Linked DNA regions of Mus musculus: region 2 is linked to region 1. A link is a contact called in public Hi-C data. All regions are on one chromosome and are shown on one strand. Each heading gives the region's core, a stretch centred on a gene start, on an enhancer-like site or on the middle of the called end of the contact. The rest is flanking DNA. Distances are from core to core; before and after follow the strand shown. Region 1 overlaps Eya4 (EYA transcriptional coactivator and phosphatase 4). Region 2 overlaps Eya4 (EYA transcriptional coactivator and phosphatase 4).

Evidence for each region. Hi-C and Micro-C count contacts between places; a contact is called where the count stands out from the background.
Region 2: a contact with region 1 is called in a Hi-C map of muscle stem cells, with 1.7 times the contacts expected there. The contact joins two enhancer-like sites. A contact is called at or near these places in 2 of 484 Hi-C or Micro-C datasets (the G1E-ER4 cell line and muscle stem cells).

Annotation. Positions count from the first base shown.
Region 1 is chr10:23,123,409-23,130,487 of GRCm38.p6, forward strand. It overlaps Eya4 (EYA transcriptional coactivator and phosphatase 4), which reads right to left. Exons shown (of 19, transcript NM_001347372.1): 13 at 444-533. Among named protein-coding and RNA genes, the nearest start is that of Gm24655, 40 kb to the right of the region's middle. Within about 2 kb of position 3,148, at least 8 of the 459 cell types and tissues checked have an H3K27ac peak or open chromatin away from gene starts, as enhancers often do. A contact at or near this core is called in muscle stem cells, where this site is marked.
Region 2 is chr10:23,283,661-23,290,578 of GRCm38.p6, forward strand. The region is part of intron 2 of Eya4 (EYA transcriptional coactivator and phosphatase 4); the gene reads right to left. Among named protein-coding and RNA genes, the nearest start is that of Eya4, 63 kb to the right of the region's middle. Within about 2 kb of position 1,676, at least 9 of the 459 cell types and tissues checked have an H3K27ac peak or open chromatin away from gene starts, as enhancers often do. A contact at or near this core is called in muscle stem cells, where this site is marked.

The DNA of each region.
Region 1 (7,079 bases), core at 1,898-4,397:
GAGGATGCGAATGAGAGTTTTTAAAGATGCTGCCACCCTCAGTAACCTGTGTTTCTCTTGTGATGCGCATTGGTGGTTATCATCCATCGAATAATGTAAATTGTCTTGATTAGTAATCTGAGAAAGGCTGATGCTAACTCCATTCCAAAGAGTGGACAACAGAATGAGGTGTTCTCTGACCTCAGCCACATGGAGGCCAATGTCTTCTAAGACGTTTTTGTTTTGGTATGTGTCCATAAACACACATAACTCAAGAGCAGGAGTTTGCAGTCTGTTCATACTTGTCTATGCAATTGTTCACTTGACAAGAACTTTACAGCTCTTGGGAGGGTGAGCCTCTCCCCGCCCCCCCACGCCAAATTTCTTAAGGTTTACTGCATATGTGACACCATCTGAGAGCTTTTGTATTGTCAATAATTATTCTTAACTTTTAAAATTCTTACCTCTAAGTCATTAAAAAACAAATGTGTATCTGCAAGATTAAAGATCATTTCTTCCATCCGGAGCCCGAGAGTCACAGCCATTGGGGGATCCTGGAAATCAATACATACAAAATGAGGTAAAATTTCATTAACAACAAATACTAAAGAAATATTCTCGGTAGATATTGTTGGAGAAGGCAAAAAGTTAGATGAAATTTTAGAGAAGATTAAAACATTTTTCCAGCAGTAAGGGAGGAATTAAAGAGTTGGGAAATAGCTAGAAATATGACAATATTCTAGTGGCTGATAATATAAAGTAGTATGACTATAGTTAGCAATATTTACTTAGTCTCTCAGGTGGTCAGAATAAAGGATTTTGCATGCTTTCAACCCAAATAATGATAAATGTTTGAAATGTAAATATTAATTATCAATTTGATCACTATATATTACATACATGTATTGGAATTTATGGTATGTACACATTACGGCATTTATAATATTTAAAGAATTATATATGCATACATATATATGTTTATAAAATGTCTTATGAATGATTCTCAAACATGGATCTCTAAAGAGATATCCTGCAATTTGCAAGACTTAATATGCATATAAAGATTACAAACACATTTCAATAGTAATTTATCTCTCCAAATCCATTCATAAGAGAAGCATGCAAGCCAACAAATCTAGATGGTTTAGCTTGTGTATATGCCACAAATACCTTTTGGGGAATGGTATTTGGATGGGTGGTGAAGAACAGAGAAAGTTATTAAATATTTGCAAGGATATGCACTTAACATCATATGAAGTAAGTTATATTTAGAAATATATGTACATACATATACATACACATACACTTACATAGACACACATACATTTACACATCACAAACAGATACATAGATATATACATAAATGTACATATAGATACATATACATACACATAGAAACACAATATACATGTACACATATACACATATATATACGTATACATACATATACATAGATAGATGCATATACATATAGATACATGCACATACATGTACAAACACAATATACATGTACACATATGCACATACATATATGTACACATACATATACATATATGCATGCTGTATCAATTAGTGAAGGAAGAGGAAGTGGAATTGAAGGAGATTGGGGAGAGGCGCATGGGAAGATTTTGGAGAGATGAAAGTGAAAGGATAATGGCTATAATTATCTTATAATCTCAAGAAGAAAAGAAAAGGGAAAAAAGGAACAGCTACCATCAAACTAGAGTTGAAGAAGAATAGGCCCAGTGGATGATATGGATGGTACGATGATACAGAGGAGCAGAGAGGATTGCATCAAATAAGGATAGTAAAACAGATGGTACAATGCCACTTAATATGGACAGCATTTTGATTGGCAGGGTAGCAGGAGTCTCTATTTAACCATACATGTAGTTTGCTCTAACCTGAATTTCATTGAAGCTGCAGGAAATGGAGATTAAAAGAATATTCATTCACTGCACATAACTGTGTAGAGAATCTATGCTTTTAGCGATGTAGGGACGGGAGGGGTTGATGGGAAGTCAAAATGACTCCATGGTTTGCTACAGTGGCTGATCTCTTAAATAGCAGCAAGAGTTGAAGAATTAAGAGCAGAAGTGTTGTCTCTTTACCATGATTAAATGAAGCTGAAGTCTCAGTGTCAGGAGATTTTGAGACCTGAGAAGAGTTTGGGGACATGAAAGCAATCATTCGCATGGTTCTGTTGAAAAGATTGAGGTGTGACTAGGGGAAGGCAGAAAGTGGAAAAACTGGAAGGGCTGATTCCTTCGCATCTGAGGCCAGGTGGAAGTCTCAGGGGGAGAAAAGTATTGTGCACAGCACTGAGAAGTCTAGAGGACACTATCCGGTTTGGCTGAGCAGTTACCTGGGAAGAACTCAGCCTGGGAAGAACTTGGACTGTGTGGCTTGTCCATGAACCAGACTGCAGGCATGTGAGAACAGAGAACTGCCTTTTGGATCTCAACATTCTAATAAGTGGCATTTTAAGAAATGTACTGAGATTGAGCAGCTGTGTAAATAGCGTCACTTCAGTTTGCTGATGTAAACACATTCCCAGTGTCACTCTTGTGTTCTGTGGCCATGAGAACGTGGAGCATAGGAGAGCCCCATTAATAGGAACTGCATGTTAATGGATATGCAGGTGTACAGAACAAACTTATGGGTTGATGTGGATGAAGATGAGGCAGGGATAGTAAGAATTCACTGTACTTAATTAATTTCATTTTCTCAGCAGGCCTTTTTGTGGAGCTTGGCAAAAGATTCTTGACAAAATCCTATGGAGATTGCTCATATCCTGGGGCATGGACTTTGGCTACCTGGACTTAGGCTTTACTGCCACATTGATCTGTTGTCAGTGACAAGTTACTAGGATCAATATACCCAAGTATCCCCAAATCAAAAAGATGGGGTGATGAAGGCATGGGCAGGGTTGGATGTGGACACTGATACATACTATATATAAGGATTCTAAAACGTTCAAAATGTCTACAATACTCAGTACAAGACAAAGATCAAATTGTTTTATCTAAAAAGCACTCATCAAATATAAAGAAATACATGTTTTGTGCCCCCCAACTCATTTTTTTTAATTATCTCAGGCCATTTCAGAATGTAGAGGACCCTGATTGTGTTTCCCTCCATTGTCAGGCTCTCTTTTGTTGGTGTTCATATCCTTTATTGTCATTGAAAGAACCCTCTGAAGCTTGAATAATATTTTAACCATGCATTTTGTCTTTTTATGCTAAAAACTGCTCTTGCTAATCCTCTCTTTTCGGAGGGAACAGAGCGGGTCATAATAGAACAATGTTATAGAAAACTTTGAAATATTCTGCTAAGTCATGGACCCATGAACAAGAAGTCCACAGAACTATCAGGGAAATCAAATGTAATTACAGCATGAAAACATATAATTCCATTAGTGACGCTCTTTGAATTTCAGGAATGCCCATGATGCAAGACAGTAAAGGGGAGATTCACGGTACTCTGATGCTTTCTGCCCTGAAGATATCAATTTCAGATGCGGGTACAGAAATATCTTTTTAGAGCTTTTCTTTTGGAGGCTAGGTAGCGAATCTTTTATCCCAACTGGTCTTTGTCTCCCCTTTTAGGTTTCCAATAAAATTATTGGCTATCTTACGGTCATTTCTTACATTCTTTGCATTTATAGATTTGATTTCTGGGAAGACAGGAGAAATCCTAGGGGTCCTGTGATTGTTACTTTCATTGATAACATGTTTCTGAACGACACCTCCCTCTGTGCTATCCAAACAGTGGGAGAAAAATCCACAAAAGATGTATTTCCTGTGCATCTAATAAGCTTGAAACAAATACATACTTTTTTCTTTTTAAAAAATCACATGGCCCTTATAGTGAGCGAGCTTAGCATATGGCAAAATGAAAGCTGTATTGGAGTGTACAGTTGGAATTCAAGCCCATGGCACTGGGAGGGATAATCACTTGTTTTCCAAGCTGTGGTGTTTGTACAACACTCACCCTACTACAGCCAGCACTTATTAAGCATTCTGGCAAAAATCCCACTTCTTAACTGGATAATTTTGGATTTGAATTTTGTCAGAGTGTGAGTTGGTTAGATTTTACTAAGGTTTTCAGAGAGCAAGCCCATTGACAGAGAGGTGTTTGGTCATCAAGGCCACAAGCCAAGGAAAACTAAGTCAAGAGGTGATATTCTTGTTCCTCAGAGACGGTTTTGGGAGGGCTTCTTTACAAATATATGATTTATCCCCCCTTCCAGTTAACTAAGTCACTGGGACAGCTAATTCTAAATTAGCAGATTACAGTGCCACACTTTTCCAGGTGAAGGACTCACAGATCTCAAACTCTAAAAGGGAGGGATATTTGTTAGGGGGTGGGTGGTTTGGGGGGGAGGAAGCCTTCTCAGAACCCGGTCATGGTGGATACCTCTGGCTGGGAAGGGGCGACTGGTGGCTACAGTTCCACTGCATTATCAAGCATTTGAGAGTGAGATATATTTCTGGAGAGAACCCAAGTCTTGTACTGAAATTCCTACTATTTTCGTAGATGTTTATGGGGTGTCTTATGAATTCAGATTTGCTGCATTTTTCCACTTAGGGGGAGTGAATGTTGAGTTTAGTATTGAAAATGAAGTGATAGCAAAGACTTGGGCAGAGTGATAAAGTGGGGAAATAAAGGCACAGGCAGGGTCGGATGAGAGTCCTGATACACATGACACACATAAGAGTTCTAAAGGACTCAGCATGTCTCCTGCAGAGTTCAACATGGGGCAAATGGAACTTCTGCCAATTTATGCTCTGTAGTACTTTGTCAAAACACTGAAATGATTCCCAAGACACTCTGCTGGAGAGAGTGGAAGAAAAGGAAGGAAGAAGGGAGGGAAGATGGAAGAGAGAGAGAGACAGAGAGAGACAGAAAGAGACAGAGACAGAGAGGGACAGAGAGCCAGATGAAAGAGAGAGAGAGACAGAGACAGAGAGACAGAGACAAAGACAGAGAGACAGAGAAAGAGAGTGAGGAAGAGGAGGAAAAAGATGAAGAAAATAAATAACTCTTGACCTTGAAATGTGTGCCTCTAAGCCAGATGTTACCAGTGTATACACCCAAATCGGGATCAAGTAGAGCACTTCTCTAAATCAAAATACTAATGCCTATTAGCCATGTTAGCACAGAACATAAATCGGAGCCAGACTGTCTGTCTGTGGGTCTCTGCCCTATCCTGGGCCATCAGCTGCAATTCCTCCTCTAGGGAAACACTGTAAAAATATCTCAGGAGAAGCAGCAATTATGTATTTTTAAAGAAATGGGGGTGTATTTTTCTTTTAAGACCCTGGGATCTTGCACCAGTTATTCCTCTGGGACATAAAGTACATTTGTAGATTTTTACTCAAGGGACAGAAGATGCCCAAACACACTGTAAAGGAAGATAAGTCAGCCCACAAACCAAGGTGGAACATGTTCCTGGGTTCTCAAGATGCAAGGACTTTTCTAATTAGACATAAGAGGTAAAATGAAATCCACTCATCATCTGGAAAGGAAACTCCATATTTGACCTATTTGTTTGAGGAACAGGTGGTCGATTCCAGAGTTCTTAAAGGGATGGCTGGGTCTTTGGGTCCTTAGTTTCAACTCCAAGTATTGCTTAAAAGAAAGGGAAAAAAAAAAAGCAAGTTCTCAGAGGGAATTGGAAAATGCTGTTAGGAACATTCTATTATTGATCATCTGTTCATATATATGGTTTTGAGTGCCTATGACATGCTCAAATTCTGGGAATGGAAAAACAAAACAAAACAAAACAAAACAAAACCAACAAATCAAAGTAAAGCTGGAAAGATGGCTCAGTTAGCAAAGTGGTTGCTGAGGAAGCACTTGGACCCTGGGCTCAGATCGCAGCCCCCATACAAAAGGCTGGACTTGCAATCATAATCTCATTGCTAGGGAAAGACTCCTGGAGCTCACTAGTCAGCCAGTGATGAATCAGTGCGATGCAGGTTCAAGGAGAGACTCTGTCTCAAAGGAGAAAAGAGGGATGTGTGATATAACTGGGGAGAGGAAAGGAAAGTCAGTATAGGAGAGGGAGGAAGGACAAACAGGTCACACTAAAGATGAATCATGTTTTGAAAATCCACAGGGAGTAATAGTATATTTATCTAAAATTACATATACTTTGCAAGCATGTGAGCATCAAAGTTCAGTTTATATGAACTTGTGCCACTTGAGATGATGGTACTGTCCCCAATAGGCAGAGACTCTCTAATAAAAACCCTACTACCTGGCACGAGAAGACTCCCTTGGAGTCGTTGGTCAAGTGAGTCTCAGAAGATCATAAAATAATACAGGGCATTACTATTACCCTTGGCTGTCTTCAGAGATTGATGGCAAGTCCCTGTCACTGAAGGCACCACATTTGTCAGACACAGGAGTCTAAGGAATGGAATTGAATCTGACCCAAGATTTCCTCAACTGAGGAATAGATTTCACAATACTAGAAGTCACTATGAAAGCTATCAATCAGGTATCATACCAGCTGTGATGCCCATGAACTATAACAATGGCCACCACAGCAAGATATCCCTAAGGGTACAATAGTGGCATTTAAATCTTGGCGATAACCATAGCTACTCAAGACAGAACCCATTCCCAGTACTGAAAACCCAGCCACCTACTGCTGGTGAGCTCATGGATCTTAGAGGAGACCCCATTACAGTCACTTTCCTAAATGAACATAATTTCTAACTGCATTCTAAATGTTCATCCTCACACCCACAGGTTAGTATAGGTCTCACCTCTCATCTGAAAAGCTTCCTTTTGTACCAGATCATTACAGAAAGCCACAACTGGTCAACTGCAGAGAAGAACAGACTGTGTGGGTGCCTGGCTCTAACTGATTCATCCAAAGCACAATTTCCTGCAACTGAGACTAAGGGAATGTCACAGAAGAAGGGATAAAAAGTTTCTAAAGCCAGAGGATCAGACGTCTACTGTGACATTGTGTCTTGCGCATGTGACAGGTATGGTACACTCGTGTAATCTCAGCAGTATGGTTGTCTACACAAGGCCTGAGCAATGAACACATTGGTTGACCTGGTTGACCTGTTTCTGTAGCT
Region 2 (6,918 bases), core at 426-2,925, 160 kb after region 1:
TTTTAAAAAATTTTTATACTGTCTCTGAATGAGTACATTATTTAAGGTTGTAAGGTTTTCCCCTTGGGAGCTGATCATGTGTACGAATATTTCACATGTTATATTAGAGTTAACTATCTCCCCAAAGGACCATGTATTAAAAGAACCAGATTGATCTGCCAGGGGGGAGACTTTGAGTTAAAGCTCAGTCTTCCTTTCATTAAGGATTTCATCTTAGAATGACTTGTCTGTTCTTCCATTTTTCAGCCATAGCCATGAGGAGAGTGGCCTTGTCCTATCATGCCTGTCTAACAGAGATGCTACCAAAGGCTCAAAACAGTCAGTCTAAGAGCTGTTGACTGACTTTAAGTCCTTAGAGATGTGCGAGTTAGCTTTCCACTGTGATAATGAATAGCTGACTTAAGGGAGTCAAAAAATGCAGCAAAGTTTCACATGATTGCCAATACATATTAGAATATGAAGTGAATCTCCATTATATCTACATGGCTATTAACATTTGTTGAGTAAAAAAATAAAACCACTAGTATTTGAAGAGAGTTAGTGAAGGGAGAGTTAGGGAAAGATGTCGCCACCCAGACAGGAACATCAGCAGGTCCTCAAACCTTGCTGGGGTTTGCAGGATCCCAAGGAGAAGGCAAGTGTGCTTGTCATAGTGTGCCTGGCTGATCTTCCCAGCTTGTGTCAGAGCTGCTGCTGTCATTTCAGAAGACCCTGTGACTGTGAGGGCTACTTTCTTTTTACGTTACAGCCCTGGCTGCTGCCATATTACAATATGAATATCTATCATGGAACACATCCTTTCCATAGGGAAAATCTAAACAGTAGTAAAACAAAAATGATTCTTAAATATGGAGATGGGAATCAGTTCCTGTCCTGGCCATTACTAAGGGCGAGTCTCTCAGCCCATCCTGGTGTCCTATGCCTGCTGCTTGGGTACAGAGTTTAAACTCAGTTCTTTTGTTTCAGAGCCATGTGTGTAGCATTTTTAATCAGTTGTGTGTTGTGTGCATCTCTTACACTATTGAGGGAGGATTTTAGCAAATATTCCAGATTTCAGACCATCTCACAGCAAGATCTCACATGGAGGCAGTTTTTATTCTGGCCCAGGATTTTTCCATAAAATTGTTAGTTTTTGTACAATTTCACAACTGAAACCCAAAGTGTGTGTGTGTGCCTGGAGAAGCACTGCACCTGCAGGGTAAAAATTGTCCTGAGCGGGGGAAAAACTTTCAACTGCCCTGAAGACAGCTGTAACATTTAGTGAGGTAAGAAGTACTAGAAAAATATTCTAGAAACAAAACCAGGCTGCTATGGCTGCTGTTCTGCAGCTACCCTGATGACCTAGATGCTTTGGCCAAATGTGGTTTAGTGGCATCGAAACTGAAAGTCACAGTGAATCAGGAATCACAGATCCGTATTGTTTTGGAGGGTTCCACCCACCTTCATCTCCAACAAGCTGGCTTCTCTCCAGGTGGGTAGATTTTTTTTTCTCAGTTTAAACATGTGCCACCCCCCCCCACCCCGTGGGAGTAGCTATGGAGATACCACAGTTTATATAGAATGATCTTTAAAGTTGTATGAGAAAGTCAGCCACCAGCCCAAATTACACACTTGTAATGGAGGGAAAACAGGAGGACTTCTGAGGTTGGTACTCTGTGGATTCCAGTTTCAGCTAGAAGTTTCCAATGGCTGGGAGAAAATCTACCCACCAACTACCAAAACGAGGAGCTATGGAGTACTTTATATTTTCCCATAAAACATTTTATAGGCTAAAAATGTGTAACAGTTAAATATGGTGAAGATAATAAAATAGAAAGAAAAAATTAACCATTTTTAACATTAGCATTTTATTAATATTGTACTTCTATTGCCATGTTAACTGAAGTGTAGTTGAGAAATGTGGTTTGAGTGACTAAAATATTACCGTGAAGAAGGCATTTTACTACTGTCCCCAGAGATTAAAAAGAAAGAAAAAAAAAACCTCAGTGTTTTATTATTATGTAGGAAATTTTGTCCTCTTGATAAAATGAAAGTAGGTATGTAAGCATGCATGCTTTTGTGAAAATTGCACCAACAATAGTTAGCTCTGGCATGCTCATCAGTGGAAGAAGTTAGTATGGCTAGCCTAAAAAAAAATAAAATTAATGCCAGAGAGGGTCCCATTTCTTTTTCTACAAATAGAAATTTGTCTTTAGGCTTCTTTTAAGTACAAATTTAAATAATCCTTCTAAAATGCACGAATAGAAACCAATACCAGAAACTGGAAATTCTGCAAGTATTCACTGTGGCTGTCGTAACTTTTGTGCAAGATGCACCAGTCTCAACACCCAGCAGCACGCAGTCACACATAGGGGCATTAGCTACTACTTACATTTCCCTCATGTACGTCTTTCAAAGCTTAGCATTAAAGAGGTAATGCTGAAATAATCCTTCAGGTTTTGAACTCCAGTTCAGAAGTTGTGTGTAATTTGTGTGAGATAAATAACTAGCCAGGGTTTCTGCTTTCTTCACACTCACCGCACATACCAAAATCAAAAGCGCCACTCAATATTAACATAAAACCAGGCCAACGTTCCACTGCTGAAAAACGTGATTTTAATCCATGCAAAGTGGTGCATGCCTGTAATCCCAGCACTAGGAGAGCTGAGGCAGGAATACCAAAAGTTTGAGCCAAGCTTTGGATCCACACCAAGCTCCTGCCCCTGTCCACAAACATGCTTCTTAATGTAGAAATAGTCTTTAAAATACAGCCTTTCAATATAGTGTAGTAGGGGCTTTTCTTATATAAAGAAACTTACTTTGAAAGATGAATAATAAGCATTCTAACAAAGCCTGGCTTGGAATGCTAGAAAAGTATGACATCATGGCATCAGAGGGATCTTTATGGAAAGGATGCAAGGTTCTCTGTATGTGTGTCTGTGTGTGTGTGTGTGTGTTACTGTATCTGAAATACCCTTAGTTTCTAGTTATCTTACAAACACAGATATGAGGTCAGCTCAACAGGAATAAACAACTCTTCCTCCAAAGTTCTCCTTCCGCCCCAAAGAGCCCATATATTCATGCAATTGACGTGATCCTAGTGTAGCCCATGTACATCTGCTAAGCTGATTTCTCAGCAGCCTTGAAACAATTAAATGGGTGAAAATGTAGTGAACAATGTCCAGAGCTAGCAGCTATTTAAGGAAAAGAAACCAGAGTTACTGCAGATCTTTTTGTAACAAACAAGAGAAAACATAGTTCCAAATTATAGTATAAAAATAAATTATTAAGAGCCAAATGTATCTGGCTAACTAGATTTTGGTTGTAGTAGTTTGCAATTGGATACTGAATTTGTTTGGGTTTTTCCAATTGAACAGCAATAATTAGTACCAGAAAGATTTACAACTAATTAAATTATCCCAATTTGCATCCTTTTTTTTTCAACCAAGAATATATACAAACCATAGACCCACCAGGATAAAGTTCCCTTTTAAAGGAACAGTTTTTCAACCTAAATTTTTCATCTAAAGTAATGGCAGTGATTATTAAATGTAAATCAAAGTGAGGCATATATAACAAATACCAGAGACTCAGTTCCTCCTTCATGTATAGTGTTGTAAAAATACATATAACCTACAAGACATCTCCTAAGCCCCAGCAAGGAGGATGCTTGGCCTGAAACACATACCCCTACTCCAGAGGCTGAGGAATAGTGTGTTACTACCATACAGCAATGGAAAAATTTTCACCTCCCTAAAACAAAATTTACCATCAAATTCTTTCTTCCCCATACATTCTTATATACACAGCACACATAAACACACACACACACACACACACACACACACACACACACACACACACACACAGAATACGACTTCTGTCCTTAAGAAAGGAAAATGAAGGTGAGAAGAGGAAGAGGTGGTGGGGAAAGTGGGTGCTCACGATTTGTTAGGAGGAAGGCCCTTTCTTGTGAGCTACTGCACGGAGAGCTGAGGATACCGAGAAGCATCTAGTGAGCATCTAAAAAGCTAGATGAAAGGCTGTTGAATTGTTCGTCTTAAAGAAATGCTAAATATTTAAAGAGGTAGTTGCTTGAACTGATTTAAACAGTACAAAATGTATCCAAATAGGGAAACAGTAGATGGTACCACTGTAAACGTATACAATGATCATGTTTGTGTGTCACTTAAAAGTACATAAAAACAGGAGTAAAATAAGCCAAGGGGAATATAGTAAGTTTCAAACATTGCAGATTATGTTTTATGAATAATTCTATACATAACCACAGAGAACCCTACTACACAAGGGATGGTAAGTAAATGCAAAATAGCATTAGATGTGTTGTGGTGCAGGACATTAGAAAGTCACAGTATTCTACCCCAGTAGTCAGTTATTCTTTTTTTTTTATGTTTTTTTTTGTACATTCATTTTACAAAATAGTAGATCTCAATGTGCTATTTTACACATGTATGTAATGTACTTTAATTAAGATTTTTGTTCCCTTCATTTCCCCTTACTGGGACCCTCGCTCATCCTAAACACCCCATCTTCTACTTTCATACAGTTTATTTTTAAGAATATGTTCTTAATATGAAAAAAAATGAGGTATTTATCTGACTCTGGCTTACTTCACATAACATCTTGGACAACATTTCTATCCACTTTCCTAAAAATGGCATAGTTCTGTTCCAATGACTGAATTAAAACTATACTCTGAGAGTGCAATACTTTAATGGAAAATGGAAAGAACATATAAGAAGAGCAAAGAGAACAGCATGGAGCAAACAAGAAGGATACATAGATACAGGAAGCAGGAAAATTCCGTATCCTCCTGTATTCGGTATCTGGGGTAGATCCTTGCTGGATTCCGAACCACACTTCATGGCAGGCTCCTTGTAAACGACCAGCACAGAACAAACTCTATGGTTGTATTTTTGTGATTTTTTTTTTTTGTCCTATAACGCTGGCTGTGGTCATTTTCTGTCTTGCTGTCTTTTGCTTCAGGTTTAAGTTTTTATGTGTTTTGATTGTGTGTGTGTGTGTGTGTGTGTGTGTGTGTGTGTTGTGCTTTTTATCATTTTTGTTTTCTGTTTAATGGATTGTTTGATGTATATGCTTGTTTGCTTAAGCAAGGGAGAAAGTGCTTGAAGTTGTGTGGGTAGGGAGAAGTTGGGAGGAGATGGGGGAGGAAAAAAATGATCAGAATATATTGTATGAAAAAATGATTTTCAATAAAAATTTAAAATTTAAATAATTTTCAAAAATTATAAAGAGAAAAGAATAGAGAAAAGGGAATGAAAGAAAACAGGGCTTTTACGACATGTCAAAAATTATCAAAAAATATATCCTAAAAGTGGAACAGTATATATTATTGAGATCTTATAAGGAAATTTCAAAAAATAAAAATGTAGTTGTTTCCTACAAATTTATACTAAAATATGAGGAATATATGTTTTCAATTTGATTTGGCTAAACATGAGACAACATAGGCAATGGTTTCCTGGAATTTGTGATGCTGCAAACAGGTCTGCATTAGGACTTGGACTGCAGTACTGTGGGAGATCCCTTCCTAACATCACAGAAGAGGGTTTTCAGGGACTGTCTTAGTCAGGGTTTCTATTCCCGCACAAACATCATGACCAAGAAGCAAGTTGGGGAGGAAAGGGTTTATTCAGCTTACACTTCCATACTGCTGCTCATCACCAAAGAAGTCAGGACTGGAACTCAAGCAGGTCAGGAATCAGGAGCTGATGCAGAGGCCATGGAGGGATGTTCTTTACTGGCTCATTTCCCCTGGCTTGCTCAGCCTGCTCTCTTATAGAACCAAGACTACCAGCCCAGAGATGGTCCCATCCACAAAGGGGCCTTTCCCCCCTGATCACTAATTAAGAAAATGCCTTACAGTTGGATCTCATGGAGGCATTTCCTCAACTGAAGCTCCGTTCTCTGTGATAACTCCAGCTGTGTCAAGTTGACACAAAACTAGCCAGTACAAGCCTCATCATACTAATCTGCTCCCAGGACTATGACAAATAAGATTGAGAGCCACTGAAGTCTACAAATCAATAGAAATACTATTAATGAAATCTTGGCACATAAGAGCCCCAAATCTATGATGGAAGAGTTGATAATAATTTTCCATGTTTATGATAAGAATTAATGGTTAATTAGTCAAAATTAGAAAAAAGTTATTAAAATGTATAATAACCAACCTAAAGCAAGTATCTTTTATAAAACACTAAAGACTCTATGAGGGCAGAAATAGATGTTTAAATAACCTTGGTAGGAGATAATTGTACAATTCTTTATATTTGAAATATTATGTATATAATTTAACACACATGTATATAGAAGTTTCCAAATAGTTTCCAAAGCTGAATGAGGTGGTAAATGAAGTGCAACCCCAGTGGTCAGTCACCACGTTGCTAAAAGCAAAGTGGTTTATCTTCCTGTTGTGGGTAGAAATTATTTAAGACCTATAGAACAATTTTAAAGATTTTATTTTTCATTTATGTGTATGGTTATCTGCATGTTTGTATATATATATATATATACCGTGTGCATGCAGTACTCTCAGAGACCAGAGAAGGCATTGAATCCCCTATAACTAAAGTTACAGGAGGTTGTGAACCAAGATGTGGGTACTGGGAACTGAACCCAGGTCCTTCATAGGAGCATCACATGAGCTTAATCTCTGTGCCATCTTTTCAGCCCCTTATAAAGCAATGTTTAATCCAAATGCAGCACAGGGCGTCCATAAACGCTTTTCACACTAAACTGGTAGGCTCATCTCCCAGACTCTATGACTCCAGTAGAAATGATGTAAATATAACACTCTCTTGGTCATCACAGAAGCTTCACAGTGAGAGAACACTGTTTAAGACTAATGAGTCAGTCCTAGATACTTTCCTGTCTCCTCCACCCACACTATATGCA